Linked DNA regions of Mus musculus: region 1 is linked to region 2. A link is a contact called in public Hi-C data. All regions are on one chromosome and are shown on one strand. Each heading gives the region's core, a stretch centred on a gene start, on an enhancer-like site or on the middle of the called end of the contact. The rest is flanking DNA. Distances are from core to core; before and after follow the strand shown.

Region 1 (5,221 bases), core at 2,194-4,693, 90 kb before region 2:
GGGCTCTTAATCACTGAGCCATCTCTCCAGCCACTGTGAAATAGTAAAGAAAAAAAAGTCTTTAATGACAAACTCTTTTACATTTGGTATGAGGTCCCCTTTCCCCAACCTGTGGTTTCTTTTCTGAAGCTAAAGTATACAGCTATACTTTGGAGAGCACAGCTGAGCTGATCTGTCCTGTTTTGGGTCTAAGAACCACATTCTCATCATGTAAGAATGTCTTTGGAAAGGATCCTGCAGGAGTCAAGTGGCAGGCGTTGAGCTGACCCTCTTATGTTGTCAACAGCTACACTCCAAGGAGCTTCATGTGACTTTGGGCCACTTTTAGGCAGACATCCTATTGCCTGAGGAGTGTGATCAGTAGGGTCTTGGGAAGGTTTGGCCCTGGTGTATTCAGCTGAAGTCTCTGACCTATAGACACTGCCTACCATCACAGCATTTAAAAGAATTTCAGATTAGTTACTAGTATTAGTGGGCGCAATTCAGATCTTTGAATTGCCTATAAAATTCAAAGCTGCGGCACAAACCAGTCTGCACTGTCACAGAGATAATGGGGCTGGCAGCTGAAGTCTATGACTGGTGAGTCTAGAGAAACTTCTCTTTGCAAAACTGCTTTTTATGCATTTGCATTCCAGAGGCAAGATGTCCTTCAGCTGATGCCCTTCATCCACTTACATGTCTTGCTTGACCTCTGGCCCCAGTGCCTGGGTGTGGCACATGGCAACATCATGGCACATGCTGGCAGAGCTCAGCCAGCCACTGAAGGTCGTCAGGGCGAATCCAGGATCACCTAGGATCATCTTGGGTTGCCATCTCCTGGCCTCTGTTCTGGGCACTGTGTTTATGGACTGTGATGCTAACTGCATCCCCTCTCCCATGGTGCCTTGGTATCCTGGGAAATCCTCTGCACACGGCTGTTGTGGTGCACCTGAGGCGAATGGAATGTTTTACTTTCCCATAAACCTTTCTCATGATGGAATGCTCAGATACCCTGGTGATGACAGGCGCTTTCAGAGAGAGTTAAAAGTTAACTAGACTTGAGATGTTTTGAATCTTTGGATTTGTCCCAGCATAATGGGACTGCTGTTGAAGGGCCAGTAACTAAAGTCTGAGAGCTGGCATATTACTTCAAAATGCAAAAGTTATGAAATGCAGATGTACCAATCACTCAGGCTTATCCCAGAGGCAAATGGGTTGGTCCACATCCACCTTTCACGTGTGACAGGAAGACAGTTTTCTATGCAAATAGTAGCTGTCTAGTAGCTATTGAATAATGTATCTCTATTTCAGACTTTAGACATCGGGAGCTTCTAGCCACTTTTCTTAGTTAAAACCCAGTATTTGGGAACTGTAACACTGCTTGAGAGAGTGCTGGGCAGAATTGTAGCTCGTGGCAGAAGTGTTAATCTCATGGAGGGCACCAGCAGGAGGAATCTGCACTTGCCTCTGACATTCATTACATTTCATGAAACATTTCAGGGAGGCAGCGTCAGAACCCAGTGCCACCAGAAGGAGCAAATAGTTGGAATTTTGATGAATGAGACTGTGTTTGTTCTGTAAGTGCCAGCATGCCAGGTAGTGCTTGAGCCTGAAGTGCCCTGTGTCCTGTCTAGGATCATAGCCACCTGTGGAGAGCTCTTGCGCCAGTGTGGGGACTTTGAGCAGCAGCTGGCAAACAGGTAGGAGGGGTCCCTGCTCTCCTTGCCCGTCATTCCCTGGGGCTCCTGGCTGGGAGGTATTTGCTCCAGTGTATGGGCAGACTGGAAGCCACAGGGCTGGAGGACTGTCTGTACCTAGATACAAGGTGTCATTACTGTCATCATTAAACATTTACTGAACACCTAAAAGGGCAAGGCCTATCCTACTTGGCAGTGGTCACATAAATCTGGTTAGATATGGAGGCGTCAGTCTGATGAGGAAGCAGTACACCTTGTTTCCCAGTTATATGTGGGTTAGGCTTCTGCTTATGCTCAGTTATTGGGCTCAAAATAAATTTCCCCATAGAAAGCATGTTACAAGTGGTGACTAAGACCCTAAGACAAGCCCAGAGGATGGAGATTAACCCAGGCATCCTTGCAGTCCAGGCCCTGGGTAAAATTCTGAGTGCCAAGGGGTGCAAGTCAAAGGAGAATTTTGGGGACTGCTCTAAGAAAAACCTATTCTCCCCTCCTGCCTCTCCTCTAACGCTGCCAGTGCTTTTCCTGTGATCCAAGGTTGCACCATTCAGACATTTGCCTACCATGCTTCCCAGTTTCCTTATTCATCCATCCTTTAGGAATTAAGAAGCCTGGTGTGGGGGGTGGTTGTTGTTTAACTCTGTGTGTGTGCTCACGTGAGTGCGTGTGTTTGTGTGTGTGTGTGTGTGTGTGTGTGTGTGTGTGTATGTGTGTGTGTGTGTGTTTTAGACAGGTCCTTAATATGTTCTATAGGCCCAGGGTGGTCTAGAACTCACTGTACAGACCAGGCTAGCCTTGAACTCACAGAGAGCCACTTGCCTCTACCTCCCAAGTGCTAGGGTTAGATTAAAATCATACACTATCATGCCCAGCTGAGAGGTGTATTGATTTTAACTTTGTTGCCATTAGAATGTGAGTGTTGTTTCTACGCTTCCCTCTGTCACAGTGTCCTTACACTGACATTGCTCCAGGTATATTTGTTAGGCATCTCTCCTCTTCAGGACAGTAACTTTCCTTAATCTTTTGCCTTCCAAAGGGTGAGGAAGGCTCCGGTTAGGAAGTTAAATGAGGAGTGCCCGGCTATGGGATGAGCTTGTAGTTGCAGTTTGCAGCCTGGAGAGAAGCTGAAAGGCTGGCTCTGCTTCATCGAGAGACCACACAGCCTCTGAAAGAGGTGATGTCATTCTGGAAACACTGAGCCTGGGGACAGTCACCATCTGTGTTCCCATCTGGGCCACAGCTTGGTGTGTGGCAGGCACCCTGTAAAGCTTATCTTATCTCCCCATCTGTCTCGCCTTAGAACCCAGACTCTAGCAGAGCCACTCCCCAGGGGCAGGCACTGGGCAAGGCAGAGCAGCCACTCTGGATAAAACTGACATCAGCTGTCACTCTTAAGATCTTTTTGCAAAAGAGTTATGGGCTGTGTAAATCAGAGCTGGGTGTCACCTCTTATCCTCAGTGACTTGGGTGAGATGCTATGGCTTCTCTTTACCTTCCTGGTGTTCTCCATGTTCCTATAAAACACTGGCACAAAAATCCCTGATATGCAATGATCCTTTTTGTGATGCTTTGGCTGCACTCTGATACATTAAGGAGAAAACATATTTTAAATTTTGGCCTTTTCTAGACTAGCCTTGTTCAGGCCATGATCCTTTCCCACAACTCAGGGTGGTGGCGGTGGCAGCTGACCCACAGTTCCCCACCAGCCCCTCCCTCTGTGACTGCTAAGCTAAGGTCCAGGTTAAGGACTTTAGGATGGTCTCCACGTGGGCGGGTTTATTGGATCTCAGCCCATTGTAAGTCTCGGTGTGCCTGCATTGTTAAGGTCCCTGTAGAATACTTCAAGTGATAGTTGGGTTTCATTGTAAATGGACAGGCTTCCACGGCTGAGGAGAGAGATTGCTTGTCCTGAAGGGAAACGAATTGAGGCGCTAGGTGAGATTATACCGTTCCCTCCTCAGTGTACACCCGCTGCATGCTTCAGGTGCAGTGGTATGTGTTAGCCCTTCCCATTAATCTCGGAGCTTGAGAGTCGGGACTGTACCTCTTCGGTGTCCCCAGCTGAGCCACAGAGGCTGTTACAGTACTGGGCAGTCAAGTCTTCATCTCACTGAGGCATCACTGGGACATCACTGGGATGCTGTGTGGAGATGAGGCTAAGATCAGATGCCGTTAGTTCTTTGGAGTTAGAATTGTGCTTATCTGGACACTTTAAACTCGTCTCTGCTACAGAAAGCGTTTCTAGCATGCCTTGTTTTCTTTATGGCAAGCTGACATGGGCAGGCTGGGTTCCCCAAGTGTGGCCTCTGATCCTTCACAAACAGCTGTTAAACTCTCTTGTGTGTCAGGCACTGTGCTGGGAGCTGGGGCTGGGTGATGAAGCCACTTTGTTCTGTCCTCACATCTGCAGGAGACTTGAGAGAACCTGTGGTAGGTGCAAGGCAGAGGCAGGAGGTTGCCAGCAGGGAAGGGACAAGTGCTCTGAGGGAAGGGGAGCCTGAGGACCCCCAGGGGACACACTCAGGATGGAGTGAGAGTGAGCCTGTGATGTGTGTGTGTGTGTGTGTGTGTGTGTGTGTGGGCAGTGGATGAGCAGAGACAACGTGAGGCTGTGAGGGATCGGCTCTGGCTACCAGGCTTTCGCATGTTTTAGTTTTATCCTGGAGAGTTGAGGTTGCCTTTTAGAAAGACGGCTCTGTTAGCTAGGTGGATGAGGTGGAGTAAGGAAGGATGGGGGAGAGAAGACAGAGTGCTTCTTCAATCCAGACCTGGCAGTGAAGTCTAAGGGAGGTAGTCAGGGATGGGCCTCAGATAGACAAAAAAGCAACCAGATGGCTGGCGGGCTTAAGCAACTGTCTTGAGGCTCTGGCGGAGGTGGGAGCAGCTTGAACGTGCAGGGGTTTCTGAGGAAGCCCCCATCTGCAGTGCTGCCCAGCAAGCTGTGGGGACACTTTATGGGTTGTTTCTTCTCTTTCTCTTTTATTTTTGAGACAGGGTCTCGCTGCATATCCCTGGCTGGCCTGTAGCTAGCTCTCAGAGATCCACCAAGGTCTGTCTCCAGGTACTGAGATTAAAGGTGTGCATCACCATGCCTGGTTTAGTTTCATTTTCTTGAGATAGGGTCCAGGCTTGCTTCAAACTTGTAATCCTCCTGCCTTAACCTGACTGCTGGGATTTCAGCTATATGCCACCTTGCTTAGCTCAAGGGCCTGGTTTTTGTTTTGTTTTGTTTTTAAATAAATGGATGTGATCTAAAACTTGGCTTGTCCAAAGCAATTGGTTTCATAAGAAACATTCGAAAGGGAGGGTGGGGGAGTTAGCTGTATTGGGGTTGTCCCGAGCCTTCTCTTTTCCCACAATTCTGTACACTTTCAAGTATGGAGGCTGAGGGAGAAGAGTGTATCTAGCATCGGTCCTTGTCGGTGCAGACTCGACTCCGCAGCAGTACTTCAGCTGGATTATCAGAGAGAAGCTCACCGAGACATTTTCCCTTCTTGAAAACTGAAACGCGCCAGCCTCTCTCAATAGATCTCCTTGTAGCATCC
Region 2 (5,510 bases), core at 382-2,881:
TATGCCTTGGTAGGTGATAGACAAAATACAGGGCTAAACTCAGAGGGACCCAACTTGTAAACAAAGGGACAGAGCCACATGTCTGTGTCGTGGGACTCAGGGAAACTATAGCACAGATCTGGGGGAAGTTTTCATTCGTGCATATAGCTCAGCCAGTACAAGAAGACAAACCTCACATCTCAATCCTGTGCAACCACCAATGACTTGATGGACCTGGGCGATGATCAGCTCTGGTGATTTGTTGCAAAGAGCAAGCAGAAACGGTGCTCGCAGCCTCTGAGGGTATCCTTGGCAGAAAGAAAACCACAATCTTAAGCAAAACTCCCCAACCAAAATCCTCAAGCAAGATGTCCACCTGAATCAGATGAGGTGTCTAGATGCAACTGAACATTTACACTAAGTTCAGGACCTTTTTTGCACATGTACGTGTGTGTATGCATGTGCGTGTGCGTGTGCGTGTGCGTGTGCGTGTGCGTGTGCGTGTGCGTGTGCGTGTGTGTGTGTGTGTGTGTGTGTGGTGTACTTGTGGTACCGGTGTGTGAGCATGTGTCTGGAGCCAGGGGCTGAGGTCAGGTTTCCTCTTTTATGACCTTCCATCTTATTTTGCAGCACTCACTGATCGACTAGACTGGCTGGCTAGCAAGTTCTGGGGATCTTCCTGTCTCCTCCTAAGTGCTAGGGTTATGAACATGCTGATGTTCCTGGCTTAAAAAAAATCTTAAAAAATGTCTTTTAAACTTCCTATTGATTCTTTGTTTCACATTATGCACCCTGGTTCCACTCATCTCCCTGTCCCCTCACATCTGTCCTTCATTCTTTTTTTTTTTTTTAAGATTTATTTATTTATTATATGTAAGTACACTGTAGCTGTCTTCAGACACTCCAGAAGAGGGAGTCAGATCACGTTACGGATGGTTGTGAGATAGTTGTGAGCCACCATGTGGTTGCTGGGATTTGAACTCCAGACCTTCAGAAGAGCAGTCGGGTGCTCTTACCCACTGAGCCATCTCACCAGCCCCTGTCCTTCATTCTTGCAACATCCCCCTTCCAAAACACACACACACAGACACAGACACAGACACAGACACACACACACACACACACACACACACACACACACAGAGAGAGAGAGACACACACACACAGAGACACACACACATGGCATAGAACAATATCTCATCATGGGAACTGTAGTATGTCACAGTGTGGACCACGCATCTTCACTTGCAAATGTTCATTGTAATGAGTCATTGGGCTGGTTCGAGGTCTCTGGCTTCTGTCACACCATCAATATTAGATTCACTGGGACTCCTTCAGGTTATCCTGTTGTTGCCCTGTGGATCGGCAGGATCAGCCTGCTGCAGAATTGTTCCAACAGTTCACAAATGATGTGGATGTTGGGGGTGGGCTAACTCAAGGCGCTGGATCTGGGCCTGGGTGATAGATGAGCCGGTCAGCCTGCCAGGGTGAGCTCTCCAGCACTGCTCTGGCTAGGCCACACAATGCAGAAGGTAGGGTCAGCTCTCCTGTTCCCATGCCTTTGGGGCCAGCTCGCCTGCTCCCATGCCTCCAGACCCAGCCTCACTGTGCTGCCCAGCCGAAGTGCCAGGGCCCACTCTCCCAAGTGCTGCAGCCAGGGAAGGGGTGGGCCAGTTCTCTCCATCTCATGACCCTGGGGTGAACTCTCCCAATGCGGCAGGTGGGGAGGGGGAGGGGGAGGGGGAGGGGGCATCACCTCAGCATGTGCCACCTCATGGCAGAGGAGAGGTGGAGCCAGCACTCCCATATTCACTCCCTCAGGGCTGGCTTATTTGTCCACCACATACTTGCACACTGTAGTGGCTCCTGCTGCAGGTGATCCTCAGCCGTGGGGCCTCCGGGTGTCTTTCCCTCACCGAAGCTACGGGGCATGGTGGCAAGTGGACCTCTAAGTGTCTACAGACCCCTCCCCCCATGTGGGTGAGGAGGGCAGGTCTCTGGGTGTCACTCCCTGCCAGCACTCGCGGCATGGCCTATTATTTTCTATGTATGGGTGTAGAGAGAGAATTTTAGTCAGGTTCTCAATTTGTAGTCCTAGCTAGCCTGGAGCTCACTATGTAGATTGGGCTGGGCTTGAACTCATGGAGAGATCCCTGCCTCTGCCTCCTAGTGCTGGGATTAAAGGGTCATGCCACCATTCCCAGCTCAAATAATATATTTTTCAGTGTGTTCCCTCTATAGCTCCTCCCAGATTACCCTCCCTTCCCTTTCTACCCAACTGTGTTCTCTCTCTCTCTCTGTCTCTCATACACACACACACCAAACAAACAAACCCCAAGAAACACACATACAAAATCCACACAAAAATGACAATCAAAGCACACAAAAGACCAATAAGGAAAAAATGATCCCAAAGAAAAGAAAACAAAACCTCCACAAAACCAAGACAAACACCACAAACCCCTGGAGTTCGCTTTGTATTGGGAACTGACTTGGACTCCTAGGGACGGGGCCTGCTGTGCAGTGTGACTGATGTACCCAGCAATACGCCATTAGAGAAACTGACTTCTCTTTCGCATTGGGTATTAACTATAGACAGCTTCTCAGTTTAGGAGTGGGAGCCTGTGTCTAATTTCCACTATCAGTGTGGTTTTTACAATCTTTCTGCCTTTTCTTCCACGTGGATCCCTGAGCCTGGAGGGAAGATGTTTGGTGAAGACTACCCCATTTAGGACCGAGTGTTCCAGAGTCTCTCACACTCTCACGCTGGGCTTTTAAACATGGTCCTCATTCTTGTATCGCAAGCACGAGCCACTTCCCCGGCTCCATCATCAGTTTTTATGAACCAGCACTCAGCTCAGCGCCTACTCTACAGTAGGGAGCTGTAAAATAGGCTTACAATGGGTAAATGCTTGTTTGCCTATACAAGCATTTTTTTTTGCCTATACAATATTTATTCTTTCTTGTGGATAATTTCAAAGATACCAAAAAGCAGAGTGAATTATCTTACTGATACGTATGTTGTTAGCACCTCTATCTTCTTGTTTCTAGGATCTGATAAAAGCAACTTAAAGGAAGGATTTATTTTGCTTTTTTGGGTTGAGGATGCAGCACATCACAGCGGATGAGGCATTGCGGCAGGAACATGAGGTGGCTGATCACATTGCACCCGAAGCTGGGAAGCAGAGAGATGGATGCGGTATTCAGCTTGCCTCCTCTGTTCCCCTTTTTACTCAGTCTGGGACCCTAGCCCGTGCCCACATTCAAGGTGTGCCTTTCTACCACAGTGAAACTCTCTGAAAACACAGTCAGAGGTGCATGTCCTAGGGGCTTCCAAATCCCGCCATGTTGTCAGTGGAAGTTAACGGTCACAGTGCCTCCCCACCACTCCTCGGAAACCACTGGGGCACTTTGCTATACTGGCTTCATCTACTTTGGCTTTGGCTCAATTATTTCATAGTACTTATAGTCAACAGTGTATCTTTAGCCAAGAGAGACACTTTATTCAGTTACTGTACCACTGTAATCCCTAGCATGCAGAACCTCAAATCTTTATTAATGTCTAATCCCTCCATATTCACATTTTTTTCAACAGCTCCTAAAATGTCTTTAAGGGTTGTTGGTTTCTTGATAAATTGGTTATCTGTGTATGGTTACACTTGGAGAGGTCTGAAAGCTCCCAGGTCATTGACTTGTTACAGCCACCAGGGACATTGTTTTGTTGGTAGAATAGACATTTTTTTTATTCTCTTGCTGGGGTCTATTTCTTTTTCCATCCATCCACCCATCCATCCATCCATCCATCCATCCATCCATTCAGTCTATATTCTGATCGTTGCTTCTCCTCCTATTCCCCCTCATACAGTCTCTCTCCCTCCCCTTCTCCTCTGAGATGGTGGGCCACCCACCCTGGGTATCTCTCCACTCTGGTGCATCAAGTCTCTGCAGGGTTAGGTGTATCCTTTCCCACTGAGGCCAGACGAGGCAGCCCAGTTAGGGGAACAGATTCCACAGACAGGCAACAGCTTTACATACAGCCCTGGTCTAGTTGTTAGGGGACCACATGAAGACTGAGCTGCACACCTGCTACATGTGTGCCGATCTGCTCTTTGGTTGGTGGCTCTGGCCTCTTATCTGTGCTTCCTATAAGTGAGACTCATTCCATGGTTTGATCACATCAAACGAAACGCTGCTGGTGATAGTTCTTTCTCGGGAGCACTGTGAGCTGCATCCTACACCAGGGTAGAGTGACTGATTGTTTCACCAGGCAGCTGAGATTGATCTGTGGGTTTGTGTGGTGACAACCTGAACTCTCCGTTGTCAGGCCATTGCTTTTCTTATAACCAGTCAGTCTTCTGGGAGCCAACAATTTGGCAGTGGTGACTGCACCCGCGAGCCTTCCTGAACCTTTCACCTCGTGGCTCTGCTGCCATCTGTGATCCTTGTCTGACTCAGTTGTTTTATTCCTGGTTGCAAAATCTGAACACTCACCTTCCTCCAACTTGATAGGTAATCGTTTAGCAGAGAGCCTTTCCCTTCATTGACCAGGGTAGAATAGATTCCTTCCATTTAATTACTGCTATGCTCAGAGTGAGGACTGGATGCAAAGGCTGCTAACACCGGTGACAAGTTTATTCTTGATCTCTTGAATATCATCGTGACTACTCACTAATCTTTAAACACAGATTCAGAGAGCTCTCTCAGTGCTTGGGAGTCCTGACTGCTTTTGCATAGTTTGAGTTCCCAGCACTCACATAAGGATGCTCACAACCGCCTGTTCACAACATCCCAGCTTCAAGGGATCCACCCTAGACTCCATGGACACCTGCACTCCCATGTAAACACACACATGTGCACACACACACACACACACACACACACACACACACACACACACGAGAGAGAGAGAGAGAGAGAGAGAGAGGAGCAATAAAAGTAAAAACAATTAATCTTAAATAGAACAAAACACAATCTCTTAAGACATTCCAACAGACAGGAAAAAGAGTTTGCCTGCCTTTGTCAAACTGCCCTCATGTTCATGTCTTCTAGTAACATGCATGTTTGACGAAACAGGGAACGGCATTAGTCTGTTACCATCAGCCTTCACTGATTTTTCTGCGGTGCCCATGATCATACCCAGAGCCTGTTGCATGCTTGGGAAGAAGCCCTACAAAGAGATATATACTCACAGCTCATTTCCTTACCTATGATACTCAAGTGAGGTCCAACTTCAGCCCGTGGGACTGTCAGGCTGGCGACGTGCTGCTGGCATGGCTCTCTCGCCCGATGAGATGTCCTATATCCACCTGGATTGAACTTCCGAATGTTTTCAGTTAGATCTACCACTTTGCCAATATTTAAAAGATGGTGGAGTTAATTGGACAATCAAGATTTTCTTTCTTGTGTGTATGTGACTTATGAACACGTCCGAGGGGGTGTATGCACATGTATGTACATGTATGTACATGTATGCACACGTGGAGGCCAGAGTTCTCCAATCACTCTCCACCTTATTTGTGTGTGTGTGTGTG

Evidence for each region. Hi-C and Micro-C count contacts between places; a contact is called where the count stands out from the background.
Region 1: a contact with region 2 is called in a Hi-C map of the N1E-115 cell line, with 2.0 times the contacts expected there. The contact joins two enhancer-like sites. A contact is called at or near these places in 1 of 39 promoter capture datasets (hippocampal neurons), 9 of 484 Hi-C or Micro-C datasets (the N1E-115 cell line, cerebral cortex, cortical neurons and 5 more) and 2 of 115 datasets of contacts at active chromatin or transcription factors (T-cell acute lymphoblastic leukemia and embryonic stem cells).

Annotation. Positions count from the first base shown.
Region 1 is chr7:121,937,628-121,942,848 of GRCm38.p6, reverse strand. Cog7 (component of oligomeric golgi complex 7) reads left to right here. Exons shown (of 17, transcript NM_001033318.3): 11 at 1,614-1,679. Among named protein-coding and RNA genes, the nearest start is that of Cog7, 41 kb to the left of the region's middle. Within about 2 kb of position 3,443, at least 56 of the 459 cell types and tissues checked have an H3K27ac peak or open chromatin away from gene starts, as enhancers often do. A contact at or near this core is called in the N1E-115 cell line, where this site is marked.
Region 2 is chr7:121,845,027-121,850,536 of GRCm38.p6, reverse strand. No RefSeq gene overlaps it. Among named protein-coding and RNA genes, the nearest start is that of Scnn1b, 17 kb to the left of the region's middle. Within about 2 kb of position 1,631, at least 2 of the 459 cell types and tissues checked have an H3K27ac peak or open chromatin away from gene starts, as enhancers often do. A contact at or near this core is called in the N1E-115 cell line, where this site is marked.